Linked DNA regions of Mus musculus: regions 1, 3, 4, 5 and 6 are each linked to region 2. The links are chromatin contacts, called in public promoter capture Hi-C maps. All regions are on one chromosome and are shown on one strand. Each heading gives the region's core, a stretch centred on a gene start, on an enhancer-like site or on the middle of the called end of the contact. The rest is flanking DNA. Distances are from core to core; before and after follow the strand shown.

What was found. Promoter capture Hi-C pulls out the DNA fragments that hold promoters and counts their contacts.
Region 1: a contact with region 2 is called in a promoter capture Hi-C map of liver, with 4 times the contacts expected there. The contact joins the promoter of Coro1a here to the promoter of Kat8 in region 2. A contact is called at or near these places in 2 of 39 promoter capture datasets (both in liver), 1 of 484 Hi-C or Micro-C datasets (B cells) and 1 of 115 datasets of contacts at active chromatin or transcription factors (thymic regulatory T cells).
Region 3: a promoter capture Hi-C map of liver shows a contact between it and region 2, with 4 times the contacts expected there. The contact joins the promoter of Tbx6 here to the promoter of Kat8 in region 2. A contact is called at or near these places in 4 of 39 promoter capture datasets (the C10 cell line, liver, neutrophils and 1 more), 4 of 115 datasets of contacts at active chromatin or transcription factors (double positive thymocytes, regulatory T cell precursor, stem cell-derived neural progenitor cells and 1 more) and 1 of 9 other capture datasets (liver).
Region 4: a contact with region 2 is called in a promoter capture Hi-C map of liver, with 5 times the contacts expected there. The contact joins the enhancer-like site here to the promoter of Kat8 in region 2. A contact is called at or near these places in 3 of 39 promoter capture datasets (liver and pre-B cells) and 1 of 115 datasets of contacts at active chromatin or transcription factors (pancreatic cancer cells).
Region 5: a promoter capture Hi-C map of neutrophils shows a contact between it and region 2, with 2.8 times the contacts expected there. The contact joins the promoter of Il27 here to the promoter of Kat8 in region 2. A contact is called at or near these places in 2 of 39 promoter capture datasets (liver and neutrophils).
Region 6: a promoter capture Hi-C map of liver shows a contact between it and region 2, with 2.8 times the contacts expected there. The contact joins the promoter of Xpo6 here to the promoter of Kat8 in region 2. A contact is called at or near these places in 2 of 39 promoter capture datasets (liver and pre-B cells) and 1 of 115 datasets of contacts at active chromatin or transcription factors (pancreatic cancer cells).

What each region holds. Positions count from the first base shown.
Region 1 is chr7:126,702,395-126,706,412 of GRCm38.p6, forward strand. It overlaps Coro1a (coronin, actin binding protein 1A), which reads right to left and starts at 2,422. Exons shown (of 11, transcript NM_009898.3): 1 at 2,258-2,422; 2 at 582-780. The coding sequence starts at 779.
Region 2 is chr7:127,910,979-127,914,791 of GRCm38.p6, forward strand. Kat8 (K(lysine) acetyltransferase 8) reads left to right here and starts at 1,539. Exons shown (of 11, transcript NM_026370.2): 1 at 1,539-1,764. The coding sequence starts at 1,554.
Region 3 is chr7:126,779,388-126,783,151 of GRCm38.p6, forward strand. Tbx6 (T-box 6) reads left to right here and starts at 2,096. Exons shown (of 8, transcript NM_011538.2): 1 at 2,096-2,237; 2 at 2,326-2,560; 3 at 3,458-3,725. The coding sequence starts at 2,120. Ypel3 (yippee like 3) reads left to right here. Exons shown (of 5, transcript NM_025347.3): 5 at 640-1,123. The coding sequence ends at 729.
Region 4 is chr7:126,807,618-126,811,272 of GRCm38.p6, forward strand. No RefSeq gene overlaps it. Among named protein-coding and RNA genes, the nearest start is that of Aldoa, 10 kb to the left of the region's middle. Within about 2 kb of position 1,619, at least 312 of the 459 cell types and tissues checked have an H3K27ac peak or open chromatin away from gene starts, as enhancers often do. A contact at or near this core is called in liver, pancreatic cancer cells and pre-B cells, where this site is marked.
Region 5 is chr7:126,593,653-126,597,367 of GRCm38.p6, forward strand. Il27 (interleukin 27) reads right to left here and starts at 1,370. Exons shown (of 5, transcript NM_145636.2): 1 at 1,228-1,370. The coding sequence starts at 1,258.
Region 6 is chr7:126,199,053-126,203,144 of GRCm38.p6, forward strand. It overlaps Xpo6 (exportin 6), which reads right to left and starts at 1,449. Exons shown (of 24, transcript NM_001311143.2): 1 at 847-1,449. The coding sequence starts at 849.

The sequences.
Region 1 (4,018 bases), core at 1,172-3,671, 1.2 Mb before region 2:
GAGAAGAGTGCTATAGGATGTGTCCTATAGATTTGGGCCTGGAGGTCTGTCTGATGCCTCTAGACAGCAGCAGAGGTTTGGAAATGGCCTCTTCCGAGAGCCAACTGCTTCCTGTGTAAGGAGCTGAGCAGGGTGCAGGCCCAGCTTCAACCCGACAACCACTTCCTCTTCTCTTCTGCTTCCATCGGCCCTTTTAAGGTAAAACTTGGGGCCTATCTCCCCTTCCTGTTTCACCCCCTGAGGAGTCCAGGAGTGAACTTCAGCTGAAGAACAGCAGGCTCAGAGGGGAGGAAAAAAAAGGGTTTTGCCTCGTCTCCACCAGGGCTTACGCTTGAAGGGTCCCCAAAGTCCTCGCCAGACCTGCAGCCTTATCCTTAGCAGAAAACCCCAAGCCAAGATTTGGGGGACCTGCCCCCCTTGTTTTGTCCCCAGAGAGCTTAAGTAGCAAATGGCCCTGTCCCATTTTACAGATATCAACACAGAACCCCAGGGAAGCTGGGTCACAGTCAGCTACTGAGGACCCCACAGTCTCCATGGACAGCAGAGTCCTCCCCAGGACCATTGAGGTTCCGGAAGCTCACCTTGCCTAGGGGTAGCACCAGGAAGGCCCCTCCCCCACTGGCCTCACAGATCAGAGCCATGAACTTGGGGTTGACAGCGCAGAAGCCACTGTCCCAAGTGGTTTGTGAGACGCGCACATCCTCATAGCACTGGTCAGCCTTGGCTGGCTGTCCAAACACGTGGCGGAATTTGCTGGAGCGAACCACCTGCCGGCTCATCCTGAAGGATACAGATTGTAAACTTTTCTTTGGGTCAATCCCAGCCGCACTTTGTCATCCCCAGAGCAACCCTTGGCCTGGCCTTGAGGGTTCCAGCATGGCGTCTGAGGCACCCTGACCATGACTGACAGCTTGCTTATCTCCCTGCTTACCCTCCCCAGTTTTTCTGTCAAATTCCCAGGCACTTCAAGCCACACCCTCAATCCTGCACCATCAGCCCCTACAACAGCCTGCTATGGTGTGGCTCCAAGGGTCTGGTTCTTGACTAAGACACAGTGCCTCCTTCCTAGTGGTCCAGACAGTCTGGAGATAGGTTCCCTCCTATCGAACTCTTCTAGATCCCACATCCCTCACACAGAGCTTCCTAAAGGCAGGGCAGGGCTTCTCCCTGGCCTTCCAGCTCAGGGATGGCACACAGAGGGATGCAAGCCAGCTTGCCTAGGAAGGGATGCAGTAGCAGGATGGCTTCCCCAGGTTTCTGGCTACAAGAAGCAGCAATGGCTTGGGTCCCAGCATCTCCCCAGACCTCTGCTCCTAACCTCCGCTCAGAAAAAAAGCAGATGTTCTTCTGAGCCATTTCTGCTTCCGTTAAACTACACTCAGGAGAGGCCCACCCTGACTTCCCTGAGGTCCGCTAAGATGGTTACCCACTGTGGCTAGGCAGCCAGCTAGTGAAGCCCAGGGGCTGCCTCTATCCTGTGCCCAATCCCTCCTCCTTCCTGCTCAGTAAAGGAACCTCGGCTGCGCTGTGGAAGGCATCCTGCCCAGAGCCTCTATCCACCTCCCCAGCCTCACCCATCTGCTCTGCCTTAATGGGGGACTCAGCCCCTTCGTGCTGGGACTCCAGTCCTCGCACACCCCGGTATCACCAAGGAGGCTCCCAGGTCTATTAAAAATAAAAGCAGGTGAAGTGCCTGAGTGAAGTCTCCAAGACAGGAAGGGGACACAAGACCCCAGTGAGCAGTCTGGATTTGGGAGAAGGAAAGCCCAATCCAAGGTAGGGGCGGAAGATGTGCCCCACCCGGCCTCCTCCCCCACCCAGGTACCAAGCCCGGAAACCACGGAAAGGGGAACTTAGTCTTGTTTTGCACTCAACCCCTTCCTGTCTCAAAGCTCAGGGCAGCTACTTGGCTCACCCCACCCTGCATCCCCCACCTTCAGAAGCTCCCTCCCCGGGGCATAGGTTCTGAGCCCAGCTACGGCCGCTCCCAGGAGCCCACCTCCATCTTGGTCACGATGGTCCTTAGCCCTCACCTTGGAGCACTCTGGGACCTACTTGCCCCTTCGAACTCCCTCGTCCTCGATCCTCCTGGCGGGGCTCACAAACCGGCTCTCTGTCCCCAGCCTGGTGGCTCTGACAGCTCGCCCGCCCCCACAGTCCCACAGTCCTGCCCCCACACTGGCGCTGGCCCCACAGGTGGCCCATGGCAGCGTTGCCTGGCCCTTGTGACCAGCCCTCCCCCGGCGCCCAGCCTCACCTGCTGCGGAGAGCTGAGCGTGACCCCTCCCAAGTAGAGGAGGAAGGAGAGAAGGATGGAGGAGCTGCAGGCTGGCCACCGAGGATGCTCTGTCAAGACAATGAATGAGCAGCGGCCGTGCGCCGGCCTCCTCCGGGTGGTAGCGCCCCTTTGGGCGGAGCTCATGGAGGCCCGGCCCTTCGCTCCAGGGCTGCAAGACTGGGACCGCTCCCCATGCTGTCAGCTCCAACCCCCGAACAGATGCTGACGCGAATCAACTCTTCTTTTAATGTCAGAACGCAAAAATATCCCGTTCCTTCATCCCTCCCCCAGCCGCCCGCTGCCTCCTCGAGGTCCTTTCCCTGGCACCGGAGAAAGCTTTAGAACGGCTTCAACCAGCTTGAGAGCCTTCTCTGCTACAGGAGGGACCTCTCCTGTCGTTACCCCAAATGGATTTCTGGGAGGCCTTGGGGGGGTCATTTCTCCTTTCTAGGGATTTAGGGCTTCAGCGGGGACACCCTTGTCCTCTGCTTCGTGGCATTGAGGCCCGGAAGAAGTAAAATAACTGGGCATTATGGAGCACCTGTTCTGTGCTGGGGCTATGGAGGCAAATGAGTAGTGCTCCCCCTCTAGAGAGCTCTCGGGCCATGAGAAGAGGGAGTCGGGAGTCCGTCTGACACAGTTTAAAAGCCACTGAGTACACACAGAAGTCTGATATCACACACAGCTGGGCTGTGGTCCATTCCTGTCCCTTGAGGGGAGTGGGTTGTCACGGTAGCAAGGGCAGAGGAAGAAAGGCCTTTGCTGGAACCATTGTTGTGACTCCTGGCTGTCACTCATTTGAGTGACCTTGGGCAGGTTAATTTAATCTCAGCCCCAGTTTCCTGTCTATAACAGTCTTACCTGCCTTCGTATGGAGATGGTCACTCCAAGGATAGCTGGATTTGCATCTACAGAGTGGCAGGTATTAATTAGTGTTGGGGTCTTACAGTCAGATATGGTGGCCCACACCTGTAAATCCATTACTACGGAGGCAGAGGCAGAAGGGTCAGTGAAACCAAGGCCAGCCTGGTCCACATGTAAGCTCCAGACCAAGGCTACATAGTGAGACCCTGTTTCAAAAACCCAAAAGATGTTGGTTCTTTTCATTATTGCCATTTACCAAAGCTTTGGGCTATCCTGGGAGGAAGAGGAAACACCACAAGTGGCTCTGGAGAAGGGTAGGGGGCTGAGGCGCAGTGTCAGCAAAGCTCAAGGACACAGGTGTGCTGACAGTCATCTGTAGTCAGGAAGCTGAGGCAGGAGGCCAGCCTGGGCTACATAGCAAGACCCAGTCAGAAGAAACTCTTCTTTAAGGTAGAAGTAGTTCGAAAGAACAGAAGGGGCTCCAGTTGTACTGATTAGCCGTGTGATCTTGGCCAAGAGGCCCCACCTCCCTGAACCTCAGTTTCTGTAGGAGAGAAACAAGAAGTCCTGCCCACCTCACAGCTAACGGTGCGGTGCGTAAGGTGTAGTCTGAAGTGTTCTGCAGTTACTCAGTACAGGGTTGGATAGTGCCTGAGGCTCTGTGACTGTAGCCAGCGACTCTAGAGTCTCCAGCTAAAGTGATAACAGTAATGGGGCTGAGAATGGAGTTCAGCTGGCAGAACACCTCATAGCATGCATAAAGGCATGGCCTCCAGCATCACATAAGCTAGGTGCCGGGCTAGAGAGACAGCTCAGTGGTGAAGAGCGCTCACTGTTCTTGCAGAGAACCAGGATTTATTTCATTCCTAGCACCCA
Region 2 (3,813 bases), core at 289-2,788:
CAAAGGTCTTACAGTGCTGCTTCTTTTCATCGACTAGTTCGCCCACAACGCAGTTCCTAAAGTAGTATGCACTGGGCAAGCTATTAAAGGTGTCCGGTGCCCCAATACAGTAATTAAGGAAAACACGTGTGTGTGTGTGTGTGTGTGTGTGTGTGTGTGTGTAGAAAGGTGAAGTTAAACAGCAAATTAGACATGTGTTACTCCAATTCATCTACCAATAAGTTTACCTTGAATGCTGCTATATAGCTTATATAAAGCTATGACTTAACCATATGTATATATGGTTTAACCTTTACTGAGTCTCAGAGAATTGGTATTCTGTACTTGGAGGAGTGTCACTACAGATTCTCCAGGCACTGTCTCCCTGCTCAAACCCTTCTTGGCTGGAGATGTTCAGTGGTAGTGTTTGCCTAACATTAATGAAGCTTCGGGTACAATCTCTAGCAGTGCATGAACCTGGTGTGGTGCCATCCTAACCTCAACATTTGAAAGGTGGAGGTTAGACAACCACTCAAGGTTCTCCCTGGCCACGCTCGAGGTTTTTTGTTTTTGTTTTTCAAAGATTTATTTATTTATTATATGTAAATACATGTACACTGTAGCTGTTTTTAGACACTCCAGAAGAGGGTGTCACATCTTGTTATGGATGGTTGTGAGCCACCATGGGGTCTTAACTCGGGACCTTCATAAGAGCAGTCAGTGCTCTTAACTGCTGAGCCATCTCTCCAGCCCCGCTACATGAAATTCTTAAGAGAAAAGAAGTTGCCGGGCAGTGGTGGTGCAGGCCTTTAATTCCAGCACATGGGAGGCAGGGGCAGGCAGATTTCTGGTCTACAGAGTGAGTTCCAGGACAACCAAGGCTACACAGCGAAACCCGGTCTTGAAAAAAAAAGAGAGAGAAAGAGTGAGTAAGTTTATTTTGAAGGTAGTTTATTTGGCACACCTGTTCTTTTCCTGTCTCAACTGGTTTTTGCTCCCACCCTGAGCGAGAGACGCAAATATAGAGTGGGTAGCATATAAAAAGCCCTGGGTTTTGGCCCCAAGCATCCCATAAAACTTAATTCAGTGATAGAGTACAACTGTAATCCCCAGGATACTGCTGCACGTTCAATGAATTTCAGGCTAGCCTCTGAGAACCTTTCTCAAGAAATAGGAATGCTCGCCTTTAATCCCAGCATTCGGGAACCCAAGGCAGGAGGAGCTAGGTCAGCAAGTGTGTAGGCAGCCCGGGCTATGTCACAACAAACAACTCCACAAAAATAGCTAAGTCCGGGTGTGGCGGTGCACGTCTTTAAATACCAGGACTCAAAAGGCAGAAGCAGGTGGATCTCGAGGCCAGTATGGTCTACATAGCGAGTTCCAGGTCAGTTAGGACTGTAATTAGACCCTGTCTCAAGTTGGGCCAATTTTTAGCAACAACAGCCACACGCAGTACGCACAAAACAAAACCTTGCCACGTCACAACCTCCCCACCTCCAACACGCAAGACTATGCCCGCCCCCACTGATCCGGAAATAAAAGCGGCTCTCTGGCCGGTCACTTCCGGCACAGCAATGGCGGCACAGGGAGCTACAGCTGCAGTTGCTGCAACAACTTCAGGAACTGTAGGGGAGGGAGAGCCCGGCCCGGGGGAAAATGCAGCAGTCGAGGGGCCTGCCCGGTCCCCGGGCCGGGTCTCTCCGCCGACTCCGGCGCGTGGCGAACCAGAAGTCACCGTGGAGATCGGAGAAACGTACCTGTGCCGGCGGCCGGATAGCACCTGGCGTGAGGGCGGGGCCCAGGGCCTAGGGGCGGGATTTAGGGAATGGGCATGGCCTAGGAATGGGCGCTCTGTGGGGCTGGGAGTCTTGGGGCCAGGGTGGTGACTCAGGTAAGAAGGCGGGATTTCGGGAGCTGAGAAGCCCACTTTGTAATTGGAGGTTGGAGTCAGGCCATGCTTGTTTTCACCTGTAAAGCCACCAGTCAGCTGAATACAGAGTTGGCCTGTGAACATTCACTCTGGTTCGATTTCAGGCTTCATTTTTTTTTTTTTTTGCTATATCTGTTCCTTCATTGGTGTTTTGTTGTCTGTCTTTACATTTCTCTTGCCCCCTCATCGCCAGCAAAGAGGACAGCCCAGTTCCTAAAAACACGTTTCCTTATCTTCCTTATCTTTTCTTCCTTTTCTTTCCCTCTTCAAAATAAACCTCAAGCTGCTGGCTTCAAAATAAACTCCGAGCTGAGATGGCTCAGGACATAAAGGTATTTGTCACCAAGTCTGGTGATTTGAGTTCTGTCCCCAGGACCCACATGGTAGAAGGAGACAATGATTCTTACTGTTTGCCCTCAGAATCCATATAAGAGTATCCCCCACCCCCTAATACGATAAATACATCTAATTTAAACGAATAAATGTCGGTCATGGTGGCATACACCTTTAATCCCAGCCCTGGGAAGGCTGTGAGTTTGAGGCCAGCCTGGTCTGCATAGCAAGTTCCAGAAGAGCCAGGACTACATAGAGAGACCTTGTCTCAAAACATAATTAAACTCCTTAGACTGGGTTTGTTTGTTTTTTGTTTTGTTTTTTGTTTTTTCGAGACAGGGTTTCTCTGTGTAGCCCTGGCTGTCCTGGAACTCACTCTGTAGACCAGGCTGGCCTCGAACTCAGAAGAAATCCGCCTGCCTCTGCCTCCCAAGTGCTGGGATTAAAGGTGTCTGAGACCTTTCCAGTTTCTAGGCACTTCTAGTAAGGGCTATTGCCAGACCAATCTTGCTCTGCCCGCCAAAACTATGTGTTTATGTGCCTTTTATCACCTGCTCTTGCTATAAGTAATCTCATGTCTTCCTGGCTAGCTCTTACTCATCTCTTAATTTTTGTTTTTTAAAAAGTTATTTATTTATTTTTTATTATTATTTTTAAAATTTATTTATTTATTACATGTAAGTACACTGTAGCTGTCCTCAGACTCTCCAGAAGAGGGAGTCAGATCTCATTCTGGGTGGTTGTGAGCCACCATGTGGTTGCTGGGATTTGAACTTCAGACCTTCGGAAAAGCAGTCGGGTGTCTTACCCACTGAGCCATCTCACCAGCCCCTATTTATTTATTATATGTAAGTACACTGTAGCTGTCTTCAGACACCCCAGAAGAGGGTCTCAGATCTCATTACAGATGGTTATGAGCCACCATGTGGTTGCTGGGATTTGAACTCGGGACCTGCGGAAGAGCAGTCAATGCTCTTAACTACTGAGCCATCTCTCTCGCCCCTAGTCTCTCTTTTTTTTTTATTATTTTTTTTATTTTATTTATTTATTATATGTAAGTACACTGTAGTTGTCTTCAGATACACCAGAAGAGGGCATCAGATCTCATTAAGGGTGGTTGTGAGCCACCATGTGGTTGCTGGGATTTGAACTTCGGACCTTTGAAAGAGCAGTCGGGTGCCCTTACCCACTGAGCCATCTCACCAGCCCCCCTAGTCTCTTTATCTCCTGTGGTGATCCCATTCTAGACCCCTTCAGGCAAAGTCAGTTGCTTGCATGGTCTGGCACGTTTTTCTTTTTCGTACCTCAGCCATACTGGGTTTTTTTGTTTGTTTGTTTTTTGTTTTTTCGAGACAGGGTTTCTCTGTGTAGCCCTGGCTGTCCTGGAACTCACTCTGTAGACCAGGCTGGCCTCGAACTCAGAAGAAATCCGCCTGCCTCTGCCTCCCAAGTGCTGGGATTAAAGGTGTGCGCCACCACACCCGGCAGCCATACTGTTAAAATTATCTGCCTTTCTCTGTCAATGGGAAAACACTAGAGAACAAGATCTCTTGTGATTCCTCACTGTATCT
Region 3 (3,764 bases), core at 846-3,345, 1.1 Mb before region 2:
CTGAGTTCAAGGCCAACCTGGTCTACTGAGTGAGTTCCAGGACAGCCAGGACTGCACAGAGAAACCCTGTCTCGAAAAACAAAAGCAAAAACAAAACAAAAAAAGAGCAAGCAGATACTGTGGGTTTATAAATGGGTAGATATAGGGCAGAGAAAGCAGGCTGGGGCAAAATGAAGTGAGTATATATATAGTTATCATTTAGTTGTAAGTTTTATTGTTTTTTTTTTTTTTTTAATGTGGTGCTTGTATTGAATCCAGGCCCTCCCACAAGATAAACATCCCCAACTCCTAAAGTTGTTTATATTAAGCTCTCTGCTATCTAAACAAAACTACCTTAGGTTGAAATGGCCCTTAGGCCACCAGTTTGTAATCCTTGGACCTTGAAATCTTGTAGGGGCTTCCAAATCCTCCCTGTTGGAGCTGTCATTGATTTTCAGAACTACCCGTGCTTCAGAGTTCTCTCTCTTCCCAGTGAGGAAAAGTGGTGTCTGGGCAGGCAGCTGAGCTTCTCTGGGCCACAGGGTTTTTTGTTTTTTGTTTTTCATATATAAACCAAGACCAATGGTATTCATTCCCAAAACCCCATTGCCTAGTGGTAAAAGTATTGTCTGTGCCTGGCAGCCCTTTCTCTCCTTCCAGGAGCAAGCCTTTGAGAGCAGCCAGAAGTACAAAGAGGGGAAATACATCATTGAACTCAACCACATGATCAAAGACAACGGCTGGGACTGACCTAGCTCCTGCCGCATGTGGCTTCAGCCTGGCCTGGCCGCCAGGGGGAGCCACTGGTTTCGCTCCTCCTGAAGGGAGCTCTGGACCCTCAGGGCCCCCACAGGGGAAGGACCCAGCTCCTGTACATACATTTTATTGCATGCACTGTGACCTTGGGGGGAGACAAAGAGGGGGATTGTACCCCCACCCCCTGCACCTCCCTGCGATCTGGCTGGCTTGGATCTCATTTTTTAACCCCTTCCTGTCTTGCCTGTCCCATAGATAAGGCCTGTGTGCTGCTCTCATGGCCCTGGTGCACCACCTTTCTGTGAATCTCTCCCACTGGATCCCTCTTACCTGCAACGTGTCTGTTCTCGTTCTGTAGCATTTGTAAATAATAAAACAATGGAATGGAGACAGCCCCTGGCTCACATGGAATACAGAGAGGGGACCTGGAATCCAAGTTCCTTCCCTATAGATGGGTTCCATTCAGAGCCCTCAGCAGGGGGAATGGAGTAGGAACAGTAGACCAAACTAATCTTGCTCCTGACATCTTGCCTATGTTAGTCCTGGCTTTCGTTCCTCGGGGGCAAGCGTCAGAGAAGACCACCAATTCTCTGGCTTTGCCGCCCCAGTCTGAACTACAATTCCCAGGGATCCCAGCACAGGTTGCCTGTGGCCTTTACGTGCGACTGGCGCGGTGCCTACTGGGAAGTGTAGTTGAAATGTTCTCGGCGTGAGACCTTGCGCTTTTTGCACGAGATACCATAGATGTGTAACTGTGCACGCCCCTCAACTTTTGAGACTTGGAGGCTTTTCAGACTATAAACCAGGGAGGACTCTAGGCTTTAGTCCTCTGCCTCGGTCTCTTGAAGATGCCCAGTGTCTGGCGTATCAGCTCAGACATCAACCCTGCACTTGTCCTCGCGTTCACTTCGCAAGGCTAGTCCTCCAAGTGAAAAAAAGGGAGGGGGTCACCTTCCAGAAAGTCTGGGGCTTTAGGGTCTAACCCGGGATCCTAGGCTCGGTGCCAGGATCCAGATCCCACCCCTGCCCCCTAGCCGGTCTGCCCCCACCGTGGGAACGGAGACCAGCTGGCCGGAAGCGCCAAACTGCGTCCCTGTCTTAGCCCTAGGGATCAATCAGACCGAGGAGTTAATTATGTAATGAGGGGGTAGGGGGTCGGGACTAGTGAAGCTGCGAGGGAGAGGGGAGGGTACCCAGGTATCCGGCCTCCTCTTGGACCCCTTCTAGGCCCCAGGGGTCTCCATTCCAGCCCACCTCCAGGGCCCCAAGGAGGGGAGGGGCTGTGATCTCTGGTTTGGAAGGGGCTGTGCTGTGAGCTATAAAGGGGGCATCCCTTAGACCCCGGATTCTAGCAACGGGACACAAGGCCAGAAGAAACTACAACATGTACCATCCACGAGAGTTGTACCCCTCCCTGGGGACTGGCTACCGTCTGGGACACCCCCAGCCTGGGGCAGACTCCACCTTCCCACCTGCCCTGACAGAGGGTTACCGCTACCCTGGTGAGCGGTTGGATTGGCTCTGGGTAAGGGGCAGGAAACTGGGAATATGTGGCCCTCCCCTGGATCCTCATTCTTCCCACATCTCCAGATTTGGATACTTCTAAACTGGATTGCTTCCTCTCTGGGATCGAGGCAGCTCCCCACACTCTGGCTGCAGCCGCTCCTTTGCCCCTTCTCCCATCTGCTCTGGGCCCCGAGACAGCACCGCCACCCCCAGAGGCCCTTCACTCGCTTCCTGGGGTCAGCCTGAGCTTGGAGAACCAGGAACTGTGGAAGGAATTCAGCGCTGTGGGGACAGAGATGATCATCACCAAGGCTGGCAGGTGAGGGACGGCCAAGTCAGCTTTTAGAAAAGAGAATTCCTGGGACAGAGCTAGGGTTAGGGGCCCCTTCAGGGCTAGGACAACCCAGACAGCAGAATCTAACTATGGCCTGACACTGTGACCCTGGACTAACAGGAGTTACACTGTGTCGAGGTTTAAGGATCAGGCTGGCGAGTTTGTGACTGGGTTTAGGAGCCATTCTATCAAGGGTCAGAAAGGTCAGCCTGGCTGGGTTGTAGATTGGCATGTGGCCTAACTCAGAAGCAGACAGCCTATGAGAAGGGTCAAGGACCAGTCAGTGACCAGTGTGGGAGAATCTGTCCAGGATCAGGGGCCGTGTGTGACTAAGTCCCAGCTCACCCTGAAGGAAGGTGATTGCCTACCGTGTGAGCTCTGGCAAGGTCTCTAAGGCCTGAACCCCAGGCTAAATCCTGTCCCCAGGGCCCAGCACCTATTATTTCTGAAGAAAGTTAGTCTTTGCTGCCACAGAGGTCAGTGCTGCACCAAGGTGGGGAGCAAGAGGCTCCTAAGGCTTCAGGAAGAAAATAGTTACCACTGTTTCTGCAAAGAGAGTTACAGGGGGCAGGGGGCAGGAGCCTGGACAGGATGTGGCAAGGGCTCGGAGACAGAATTGTACCATGTTGTAACTAGGATGGAGAGAGTGAAGGGGCAGGTGGGGAGATTAACCTGCTCCGGCCTGTCAGAACCCCTAACCTGTCTGTCCCCTTTGCCCATCTGTACAATGGCTCTTAGACTCTGCTGGAGAACCTAGTTACACCTCTCTGGCTTTACCGTGCCAAAACTGAGGTGCCTATTGCTAGTTCCTTCACTGATGCTGGGCTCACAGCTGTTAGAGGGTAGCTCCAGGCCTCTCCTCCTTCCCCTTTCCCTGCGCAGGCGCATGTTCCCTGCTTGCCGAGTATCAGTCACTGGCCTGGACCCAGAGGCCCGCTACTTGTTTCTTCTGGATGTGGTTCCAGTGGATGGGGCCCGATACCGCTGGCAGGGCCAGCACTGGGAGCCAAGTGGCAAGGCTGAACCCCGCCTACCCGACCGTGTCTACATTCACCCTGACTCTCCTGCCACTGGTGCCCACTGGATGCGGCAGCCCGTATCCTTCCATCGTGTTAAGCTCACCAACAGCACACTGGACCCCCATGGCCACGTGAGGCCCAGGCTGGGACTCCTTGGTGGGGTGTTAGGG
Region 4 (3,655 bases), core at 369-2,868, 1.1 Mb before region 2:
AAGAAAATGAAGGCCCAGATCAGACGGAGGTCGGAGGGAGCAATCTGGGGTAAGAATGGAACTCACAGCTTCACTGAGATGAGGACAGCAGGCATCCAGGCAGTGGGTGGGACTGGGCAGAGGGAAGTCACAGGCTTCTGCACAGCTCCAGCAACAGTCTTGGGTCTCGGAGGCACCTTGTTTCCTGCAAGGGGAGCTGCAGTCTGTGCAGCAGCCCTGGGCCTAGGAGATGACAAGACTCAGGATCTGGGCCAGACATCGGGGAGGGGACAACTCTCCACTTTAATTTCTGGAGACGGGCAAGACAATGGTTAACCGGAGTCCAAGAGGAAGACTCCCCTGCTCCCACGGAAAGGACAGCTGCTCTGACTAAATGACAAAGGTGTCCCAAGATAAAGACCTGCAGGTGAGGGGCCCCACTAATCACCAGGTTCCTCTTCCCCAAGGCCTACCCTCTCTTCCACACCAGGCGCCTCACCAGCAGACAGTGCCTAGTCAGCAGCACTAGGCCCAGCAGCAACAAATAGATGCCCACCGCGATGAAGACGATAGCAGGGGTGGGAAGTTGCAAGGAAGGGCCGATGGAAGCCGGGGCTGGATTCCACGGGCCAGGGGAGGCCTGGAGAAGCACAGAGGAAGCCGTGAGCAGGAGATGAGATGCCAGGAGGGATGCAGAACTAGATGAGAAGGCAATAGAGCAACACCCTGACTCCCCAGCCTGTCCCCCTGACATCCTCACTCACGATCCTGGACCTGCCATCACTTTAGAGTCATCTGGGAAACACTGCTCTTTGGGGAATACTTCTCTACACAGAGTTTTGAATCTGACTCCAGCATAACAACCTTCCAATCCTTCAGCTCTCAGCCTTGGCCCCTCTTCCAATTTGCTTCTTTCTGCACCAGCTGCCCGGGCATCTCCACTCAGAACAACGTTTATTTCAGGGGCAAAGCTTCCCCACCCCAGCCCCTGGCTACGCCTCTACCCCCACCCCTTATCCCGCAATCACGATGAAATCTAAGCAGTTCCCAGAGGTTCCCTCCTCGCTCTGGCTCCTGGGCCTCTGTACTGCTGTCTGAGTGCTAGTAAAAACTGTCTTGCTAGGAATCCCAGAAACGTGCCACCTCAGGGGGGAAGTCCATCCTGGGCACTGTCTCCCAGCTCTTGTCCTAAGCCAGAAGACTTTTTATTGGATAGAAAGCCCCCCCCCTGGTCCGAGCTCAGAGGCGGATGAGCACAGAGCACTGGACTCACGTCCATGGGGCTGGGCAACGCCAGTCTGTCCAGGAGCTGCAGAAGAGAGAAGATTCTGGGCTCAAAGATCGAGTACCCTTAATCCGGGGTACCCAATCTCTTTCTCTCGTTCTGCGTGGGAAACCTGAGGCCCACGGATGGAGACTGGACAGGCGAGGATCAGGAGAGCCAGCGCCTTCCCCTCCGGCCGGGCCACGCCCTCCCTCCACGGCCCCCAGGTTCCTGCTCCCTCGGACCACGCGGCCACAGCACATACAACCATCGACGGCGGGCAGTTTACAGATCCCGCGCCGCCTAAGGTCCGAACCGCCAAGGCGCCAGCACCGCCCAGAAGGTTGGCGCTGCTTCTTGCAGTTGCCATGGGGACCGCAGTACTGCGACTACGGCAGCCGCAGAGATCCAAACACTGTATTCCCGCCTCATTGGACTGGCCCTGCCTTCTTCGACCCTAGGTAATCGCCAGCTCCCAGCTTTCCCTCCGTAACTAGACAGAAATAGCACGCTTCTCGCCACCGCTGGCCCTGGAGAGATGCTGGTCGAATGCTGAAGGTCGTAGGAGACAGGCTGGGTCCACTCCCTCTTCTGCAAAGGAAGAACTGCCTGCCTCAGACATACTGTGTTTTTAAACTTTACTTTCCAGAGAGGAACCAGAGAAGAATTAACTGGAGACAAGGAGGACAACTCCCCTGCTCCCTCGAAAAGGACAGATGCTCTAAATGGCTTGCAAGTGAGGGGACACACTATGCACCACGTTCCTCTTACCCAAAGCCTACCGTTTCTTCCCTCGTTAATTGTATGGAAAGAATCAATATTTTTCAACCCGTCTCACTTCAACAGCATTACTCTCTGCTCCCCTCAACCCCCGCTTTTTGCAGTTTTCTTTAAAAAAAAAGATTTATTTATTATATTTATATGAGTACACTGTAGTTGTTTTTAGACATACCAGAAAAGGGCATCAGAACCTATTACAGATGGTTGTGAGCCACCATGTGGTTGCTGGGAATTGAACTCAGGATCTTCTGAAGAGCAGTCAGTGCTCTTAACCGCTGAGTCATCATCTCTCCAGCCCTTGCATTATTTTCAAAGTGATTTCTGTTAGGGAGTAGTTTCCTGAGCTCAGCCATCTCAGGACTGAGTTCCACCTGGATGGCAGAATCAGAACTTAACTCATGTTCCCAGGCCCCAGAACTCAACTCCTACCCTGCTTCCTCAGATGTTTTGTGTTTGTCTGTTAAGCAGTGAAGGATGCAGAGAAGGAAGATACTGTTATCTCCATTATCTAAACTAAGGCACACAAGCCATAAGGCACACAAGTAAGACATGTGTTACTAGTCTTAACTGACTAGTTCAACTTGCCCACTCCTTTGTTCCCTTATCATTTCAAGATTCCAGACCAGAGTCCAGGAGGAGACCAGGCTGCAAAAGCTGACGCGAGGATCTGAAACCAGATGACCCGGGAAAGGCCCAGTCACCAAAAGTGACCTCCTTTTTTAACCCTTTATGTCAAAATATAATTGGTCAATGCAAGAGTCTACCCTGTTACCCGTCACTTTTTGTTCCCATCCTATAAAAATATTGTAGAAATATTGGACAGTCTCCCTTCAGGAATTCGGATCAGATCCGGAGCTGCCCACCTCCCTCAGCGCTAAGAAAATAAAACTTCCATTTTTAAGCTTCCGTTCTCTAAAGTGAGTTTTCTCAGCTTCCGTTCTGAACCCAACAATTTTTTTTCCTTCTTTTTTGTTTGTATTTTGCTTGCTGAGACAAGATCTCATTCTGTAACTCAGGCTGTCCTGAAAGTCACGCTATAGTGTAGCTTGGTCTGGGCCTCACCCTGAGTGCCGGATGGCAGGCATGAACAGCCGGGTCCTGTTCACACCCGATCACACCACCGACTGCAGGAGAAAACTGCTTTCCAGACTTGGCACCATCCACCCTGACCATCCTGTGGTTTCACTCCAGAGCTCCAAGAGTAAATCGAGGGCTGGTGAGATGGCTCAGTGGGTAAGAGCACCCGACTGCTCTTCCGAAGGTCTGGAGTTCAAATCCCAGCAACCACATGGTGGCTCACAACCATCTGTAACAAGATCTGACGCCCTCTTCTGGAGTGTCTGAAGACAGCTACAGTGTACTTACATATAATAAATAAATAAATCTTTAAAAAAAAAAAAAAGAGTAAAGCGAATTTCTTTCCCTCCTGCTACCATCCTATGGAAGGCCAGGACATATATGCGAATATAAACAGGGTTAGGGTTAGGGTTCTCGTCCCTCCAGCCTGTGCTCGGCTCCGCCCTTTCAGACTGGTTGCATACTCCAGACCATCGGTGCTGAGTTGGGTTCTGCGCTCCCCGGCCTCATCACAGGGTATGGACTTCTCTGTGTCTGCCTGGCCCCTCCTCGGTC
Region 5 (3,715 bases), core at 120-2,619, 1.3 Mb before region 2:
ATATGCCACTGTGCACTGAGCCCTTCTAGGGTAAATTAGCAGTATGGTCCTGGAAGGGACATGTGGTGGGGATGGCACTGATGGAGGGGGAGGCTAGTGTCTTCATCCTGCCTTGAGCAGGTCACCTCTTATTTTTGTGTCCCAGGCTCCCAGCTGTGGAGTGAGAGTCATGCTATCTGACTTTTCAGGGGACTTCAAGCCCTGCAATTTGTAGTAAGAGGGAGCAGGGCTGTGAAGTGGGAGCTCTGGGAAGAAGGCAATCTTCAGTGGTTTCTCTCTCAAGCGGGAGTTACACAATTCTCCCCGAAACCCAAACCAAAACTATCCCCAAGTCTCTCCCCACCCTTGCTCCTCTCCAGGTCCCTTCTATCCATTCATAATCTATAAACCTCCCTAAAGTGCCCTCAGCAGTAGTTAATGAAAGCTTGGGGGCGTGGGGGACGACATCTATTTTCCCCATGTACTTTCAGAAGTGGGCAGTGATTGAGATCTCTGGCATTCAGGTTTCTTGGCTTGAGAACCATTCTGACTCCCTAATATCCTGGAGACTAAATAGAATTCTTCCTAGCTCTAGGATGGGGAGAAGGCATGAACCCTTAGGCCTTGGTAAATATTACATCCCAGACTAAGGTGTGCCAGCTCATACCCACTTACCACCTCTCAAAATTCTAGACACCCCAAGACCCCTTTGTAGAGAATCCCGCCCTCATGCTCCAGCCCTTGAGCCTACCCAGCCTACAACTTGCCCCTCTTCCTACAACTCTGTTCCGAGTCCTTCAGCTCCCAGCTGCAGACTGGGCAACCTTCTAAGTTCCAGACCTTGGGTAAGTTAGAGACCTTTACCCAGAGAGGTTGCCCCCTTGGTCCCAGTCACCGCTCTTACCAGCTCCCCTGTGCCGTTCCTCTGACTGTCCTCGGTTCTCAGCCTCTTCCCTCTACACTCTTCATTTGTCTGTTTAGTCCTGCTCCTGGCCAGGTTGCCTGTCCAGTCCTCCTGACACATCCCAGACACTGCTATCACTTACCCAGCCAACCATAATTCCACTGCTCTAACCCCTGCCCACTTACACTAGTCTCATTCCCGTGGTCAGCTAGCCATGCCTGTCTACGTGGCCAACGTGTTGCCCCTCAACTTTCTGCCCCAACCCTACCTGTCAAACTTTCCCAACCTCTCCTGGGCTCCACCAAACCTCCCAGCCCTCAGCCCAGTCGCCGCTTCCAACTCACGCCAGCCAAGGTCTCCTGTCACCTGGCCCATGTCAGGGCCCAGCCTCTGTGTGCAGCCATCTCCTGGGTAGGGGGGTCTTATACTGGGGGCTGCGCCCAGTTTCACTTTCTGTCCTACTTGTACTTTCAGCTTTGTGTTCACTAAGTCTTCCCTGGCTAAAATGGGGAAACGTAATTTCCCTTCCCAGAGGGGGAAGCATGGGGGTGGCAGGAAGCTGGGGTTTCAGCCCATCTGAGCTCCAGACCCAGGTCCAGCCCTTCCCTCCCCTCCCCACCCCTGAGACTCTGGCCACTCACACAGCACTGTCCACTGGTGGGACTCAAAAGACCCGACCTCCTTGTGCTTCTCCACAGTCACGAGCATCCAAGGGCCATGGCAGTCCATTGTCCAGTGAATGACAGATGGCCAGGTAAGGGAATTACCCGTAAGAGGGGACTCAGTGGAGGTGACTCATCCATACCCTCATTTGGTTTACCAGATGGCTGAAGAGTGTGCGGGAAGTTGTAGTTCCATGGTGCTGGATGAGTCTGTGGTGGGGGTGGGGTGGGGCAGGAACTGGTTTGTTGCATTGAGAGCTGTCATTCAGGTGTCTGTAAGTAAGTATCATGGATGAAGGAGACCCATCTCAAGGCCACGGTTTCATGATCAGCCTCATTCAGACAATGGCTCCGTCTATGAACAGAGTCACATAGGATTAGGGGTCAGTCCATATGAAAGAGTCAGAACTTGATCTAAGGTTAAACTCCACGGCTAGCCTGAGGCCAGTGTATGTGGTCTCTCCGTGTTTGGGGCCAGAACTATCAATGAACCTTCTGCTGTGGCTGGTCAGGGTTAGGCTTAGAGCTTCATCAGGGACAGAGCTGTGCAGTCTCTGACTGAAGCTGTGATTCAGGTAAGGTGAAGGCTTACACTAGGGTAAGCACTCAACCAAGGAGAATTGAGGTTCAGCCTGTGGCCAGCTTGGGGTTGCATGAGGTCAGGTCAAGGCTCAGCCAAAACCTGCAGTAATCCCAGCGCTTCAGCACCATGAAGATCACAGAAACCTATGATCTTCTCAGGGCTGGGGCCTGACTATAGCATTCCTTCCATCACAACCTGCTCTCAGCCACACCCTTGGTTTCCCATCTTCGGAGAGAGCATGGGGGTTTCTTGCTCTTCCCCAAAGTCCTGCTTTCCTTTTGGGACTTGTGGGGTTTCCCTACTGGGTTCTTGCTGTGAGATAGAAACTAAGGGGGTTTCCCCTTCGGGTATTGCACCTCTTCATCCCTGCCTAGGAACTGCCCATCTAAGGATTCTTGAGCCACAGTGCCAGGGAAATAGCAAGTCCTGGAAGCTATTAGAGAGCTTCAGGGAAGGAGAGGGAAGCTGGAGCAGAACGCCCTGGTCCATGCAGGCGTTTGCTGCATCAGTCCCAGGAGCAGCAGCTCCTCCACCCACTGCCAATAAGCATGCGTGTGTGCATGTGCATGTGCGTGTGCGTGTGTGTGTGTGTGTGTGTGTGTGTGTGTGTGTGGTGAGGATAAGCACACTGGTCAGCCTACTCTTCTGCACACCACCCCTCTCCTCACCACAAAGCACTCAATCCTTGGTACTCCCTCAGTTCTGTCCACTGTCCTCCCACTGTCTGTCCCTCTGCAAACGAACAGCCTTCTGGGCCCCTGGCCTCCCCTCCCAGTTCCTCTGGCCTTCAGCACTTCTCTTAACCTTTAGTTGGAGGCACCCTCATATGTCCGGGCTCAGAAACTGCAGTGCTGTTTGAAGTGTTGTGCAAGCAGCTCCACCTATGAGCAGCCGAGCCCTATACCAGTTCCCTCTGCTGTCGGTTTCTCTGGGGGATGGCTCATCCCCTCCTCACACAAGTCTTATCTCTATTGGATCCTTCGAAGTTCTTATAGCTTGCTCACTCTGCTCCTGTGCACACGCTTCCAACACATTAGTCTTCTGTTGCTTTTAGAACACCAGGTCCTCGGGCCTTTACCCTGGCTGTTCCTTCTTCCCTTCTTCAGATGCTGAAGAGTTTACTCTTCAAAAGATCCCTGCCTTCTGCCTCACCTCAGATGGCTCACCCAATACAGTACCCCCTCAGGTGGGAGCTACACCATGCCCCTTGAAACCCAACCAAAAGCACCCACTTATCTCTGCAGATTCTATCCTTTTCCTGATTAGTGTGTGTGTGTGTGTGTAATTCAGAGGACAATTTTGTGGCATCAGTTATCTTTTTCCACCTTTATGAGAGTCTCAGGGGTCCAGTCCAGATCCTTAAGTTTATATGGCAAATGCTTTACTCACTAAACCACCTTACTAGCCCTCCCTGCTATAGTTCTCAGTTTCACCTGTCTGTCTGTCTGTCTGTCTGCCTGCCTATCTATCTATCTATCTATCTATCTATCTATCTATCTATTCATCCATCAATGTTTTGCAAGACCAGACCTTAAGCCAGGCATGGCAGCACACACACTTAATCCCAGTACTTGGGAACAGAGGCAG
Region 6 (4,092 bases), core at 199-2,698, 1.7 Mb before region 2:
AAACTGAGGCAGATAAAGAATCAGAGGACTAACTTCACCTTGCCTACTGTGATGGGCAGATAAGGCTCAGAAACATTAAAATGGCAAAAGACAAGCACTCAACCAACTGCTCTGAGTACACAAACCCCAAGGACTATGGAAAAGCTAAAAAGCCTGCAAGAAGAGGAGGTATTTTCCTTTCAGAGAGGTTTTTTTTAGTGGGACCTGAAAGTATGCATAGTTTTCCAAGGAAAAGGCCAGAGCAGAAAACAAAAAGAACAGCAACCAAGATGTCCAAAGACCCCACTGCTGACTCTGCCATCGTCTGTATCCGTAACCAGTAACCTCTACAAATACTACTTTAGATTTCTGCAAACGCAAACCTACCGCTGGACAGATGGTCTCCAAAAATCCAGCCAGTTCTATAACAGATTGCTTATGTTCAAATAGTGCTACTAACCCAAAAGAGTCAACTGACCTTGGGCAGAGTAATTAACTGCTTCTTGCCTCAAGTATCCCCCATTTCCAATCAGGGGGTTGATATACTAACAAAATACATACCACTGACTTAGCAAAGGAAATGACACACAGTATGCCATCAATAAATAAATGATACTGATAATCACGACTTGCTGCACAAGGGCACAGCCAACAGTGAGGCAGGGGGTTGTATCCGTGGCGCTACTCAAGACATCCAGTGGGGGTGGGGGTGGGGGCAATGGGAGCGTACAGCCGGTTGCACACCCTGCACGCATGTGTCACCGGCCAGGCTCGCACGCGCCTCTCCCCGCCTCAGGGAAGAAGAGATGGCTCAGCTGCTCTGAGGCCCACTGCCACCCCTCCAACCCGGTCCCTGGACCCACTCACCATGCTGGCCGGGAAGGGGATGGCTCAGGTGAGCTAGCTCTTGGGATCCGTCGTGTCCCGCTCGCACAGTTCAGGTCATGGTCCCGGCAGGCTCGGGGAGTCCCCCGCCCATGCAAAGACAACCGGTTCCCTACCCGGGCCCCGCCGGCACCTTTAAAAGGAGCACACGGGCCCCTTCGGGGACCCCCCGAAGCGATTCATCCAGACCTCGGCCCACCCCGGGGAAACGCAAAAGCAGAAAATGGGGTTCAGAGGCGGCTACACGAGGCCCCCCGCCTGGGCCCGACCCCCGAGAGGGAGGCTGCGGGCCCAGGCAGGGACTCCCCGGCCTCCGCGGCCCGAGGCGGCGACGGGCCTCAGCCGAGACTGAAGGGGCAGAGGCTGCCTGGGCCTGGGCGGCGCGGCCGGCTCAGGAGAGAGGCCCGCGGGCCCTTGCTGTCCTCGCCACCTCTGTCCTCGCGGCGGGCTCCCTCCGCATCCCTGCGCGCCACCAGTAGCCGCGGCTCGCCCCTCGCGGCCACCCTCTGCCAACAGCCCAACGCGCCGGAAGTGGCGAGCACCAGGCGGCCCCTCAGCCCGCGGCCTGCTGCGGCGCTGGAACCGGACCAATCCGGAATCAAGTGAGGGCAGAGGAGGGCGGGGCCGCACCTGACTGTTCACTGGCCCCGCCCACCACGTCCCCGCCCAAGAGGCCAGGGACCGCCGCGTTGGTAAAGGGACACGCGGCCATTTTGGTAAAGGAAAGGTTTCCCTTTCGTTTCTTTTCACTCATTCATTCCGCAAATCTTTTCTGAGCATCTTTCCGGACCCTGACACCGGACTAGAAGTTCGGCGATGCTGGTCTGTGCTCTCCTGGGATCTTATTCATTCAGTCCACAGTTCTGGGTCCTAGGACCAGAAAGTGTCACAGGATGAAATTGAAACACTTAGTGTCACGATCTAAATTGGCTTCATCCCTAATTCCAGACTCCAACACCAGGTGACTCAACACCCTCTTCTGGACTCTGGAGACACCTGCACCCATACTCACATAGCATACACATATATAGGTACACAAACATGCATGTAAATAAAATAAGTTTTTATGGGATATGGCTCAGCCTTTAAAGGTACTTGCCACTATGTCTGACAACCCAATCTAAGTTCAATCCTCAGAACCTGTACTGGTTTAAATAAGAATGCCTATCCCATATCTAAAGCTTAGTCATCAGAAGTGGCACTATTTGAAACCGATTAGAATGATTAGGTGTGGTCTTGTTGGAAAAATGTGTGTCACTCGGGGTGGGCCTTAAGAGTTCAAAAGTCACCGGGCAGTAGTGGAGCTTGCCTTTAGTCCTATCATTTGGGAGGCAGAGGCAGGCAGATTTCTGAATTCGAGGCCAGCCTGGTCTACAGAGTGAGTTCTAGGACAGCCAGGGCTACACAGAGAAACCCTGTCTCAGAAAAAAAAAAAAAAGAGTTCAAAAGCCAATGGCAGGGATGGTGAGATGGCTCAGTGGTTAAGAGCACCGACTGCTCTTCCAAAGGTCCTGAGTTCAAATCCCAGCAACCACATGGTGGCTCACAACCATCTGTAACAAAATCTGATGCCCTCTTCTGGAGTGTCTGAAGACAGCTACAGTGTACTTACATAGAATAAATAAATAAATAAATAAATAAATAAATAAATAAACATTTAAAAAAAAAGCCAATGGCAAACCCAGTCTCCTTTTGTGAATCAGATGTATCTTTTAGCTACTGTTCCAGTACCATGCATGTCGACCTGTTCCCTGCCATGATGATAGACGGACCATCTGAAACTGGAAGCAAGCCCCCAATTAAATGCTTTCTTTTACAAGAGTTGTCATGGTCATGGTATATATTCACAGCAATAAAACAGTGACTAAAACAAAACCCAATTGAAGAAGGAGAAAATAAATTACCACAAATTGTTGTCTTTTGACCACACTAGTATCATGCTTGCACAGGGACACACACACACATTAGGTCTCAGGCAGTCCACATATCCAGAATGAGCTCAAGATGGACTATAGAAGGAATTCTGGTGTTAGATAAAAGCCAGAATTCCTAGGAAACTTGTGAAACAAGTTCCTATTCCCCCAAAAGGAGTCCTTTCCCTTACTTCTGGCAGAAGGGACACCTGGCTCTCCACTGACTTATAGCTATGGCACTTATCAGCATATCCACGTGGCCTCCAGGCTGCTGAGGTCCCTATTCACAAGTACTTGTTACTCACTTCAAAGATTCCACACTAGCATCCTGACCCTTCTCACCTTCTCCCTCTACCCTAAAACTTCATGGCTGCTTCCCACCCCCACCTACGCATCCACCTTATAACTTAATGATTTTCCACCCCCTCCTCCCTGTCTCCCCAACTCTCTCCTCTCCAGATGGCCCTGCCCATCTCCTATCTACTTTTTCTCTCTGCTCTGGAATCTTTCAGGGGCCTCTGGATGTTTTCTCTCTTTTTCAAAAAAAAAAAAAAAAAGGAAAAAAAAAAGATTTATTTATTCTTATATGTAAGTACATTGTAGCGGTCTCCAGACACACCAGAAGAGGGCGTCAGATCTCACTACGGATGATTGTGAGCTGTCACATGGTTGCTGGGACTTGAACTCAGGACCATTAGGAAGAGCAGTCAGTGCTCTTAACCACTGAGCCATCTCTCCAGCCCCTGGATGTTTTTTTTTATTAACAATAAAACCCTTCCCCCTAATGGAGCAGTCATTTTGTAATTTCTCTACTGTCTCCCCCAGCAAATATGAAAATGTGAAAGAGAGAGAAGCTGGGGGCAGGGGGAAGGGGAGAAGGTGGTCTGTCTGAGAAATTTGGAATTATTTCTCATAAACTTAAAAAAGCTTGGTGTAGGCATAGAGGCTCATGACTGTGAGCCCCAGCAATTGGAAGGTTGAAGGATTGATATGACCGTAAGACCAACCTGGACCATAAAGACCCTGTCATAATTCACCCTCCTAAATAGTTTAGTTTAGAGATTGTCCAGATGGAGTTTTACAGTTACAGGATTACAATTTGATTCCCCCCTTCCCTTTTGGAAAACAGTAAGGTTGTTGGGTTTTTTTGAAAATTAATTTTTTATTGGATATTGTCTTTATTTACATTTCAAATGTTTTCCCCTTTCCAGGTCTCCCCTTCAGAAACCCCCTACTCCATCCCCTCTCCCCCTGCCTCTATGAGGGTACTCCCCCACCCACACACCCACTCCTATCTTCCCACCCTGGCATTCCC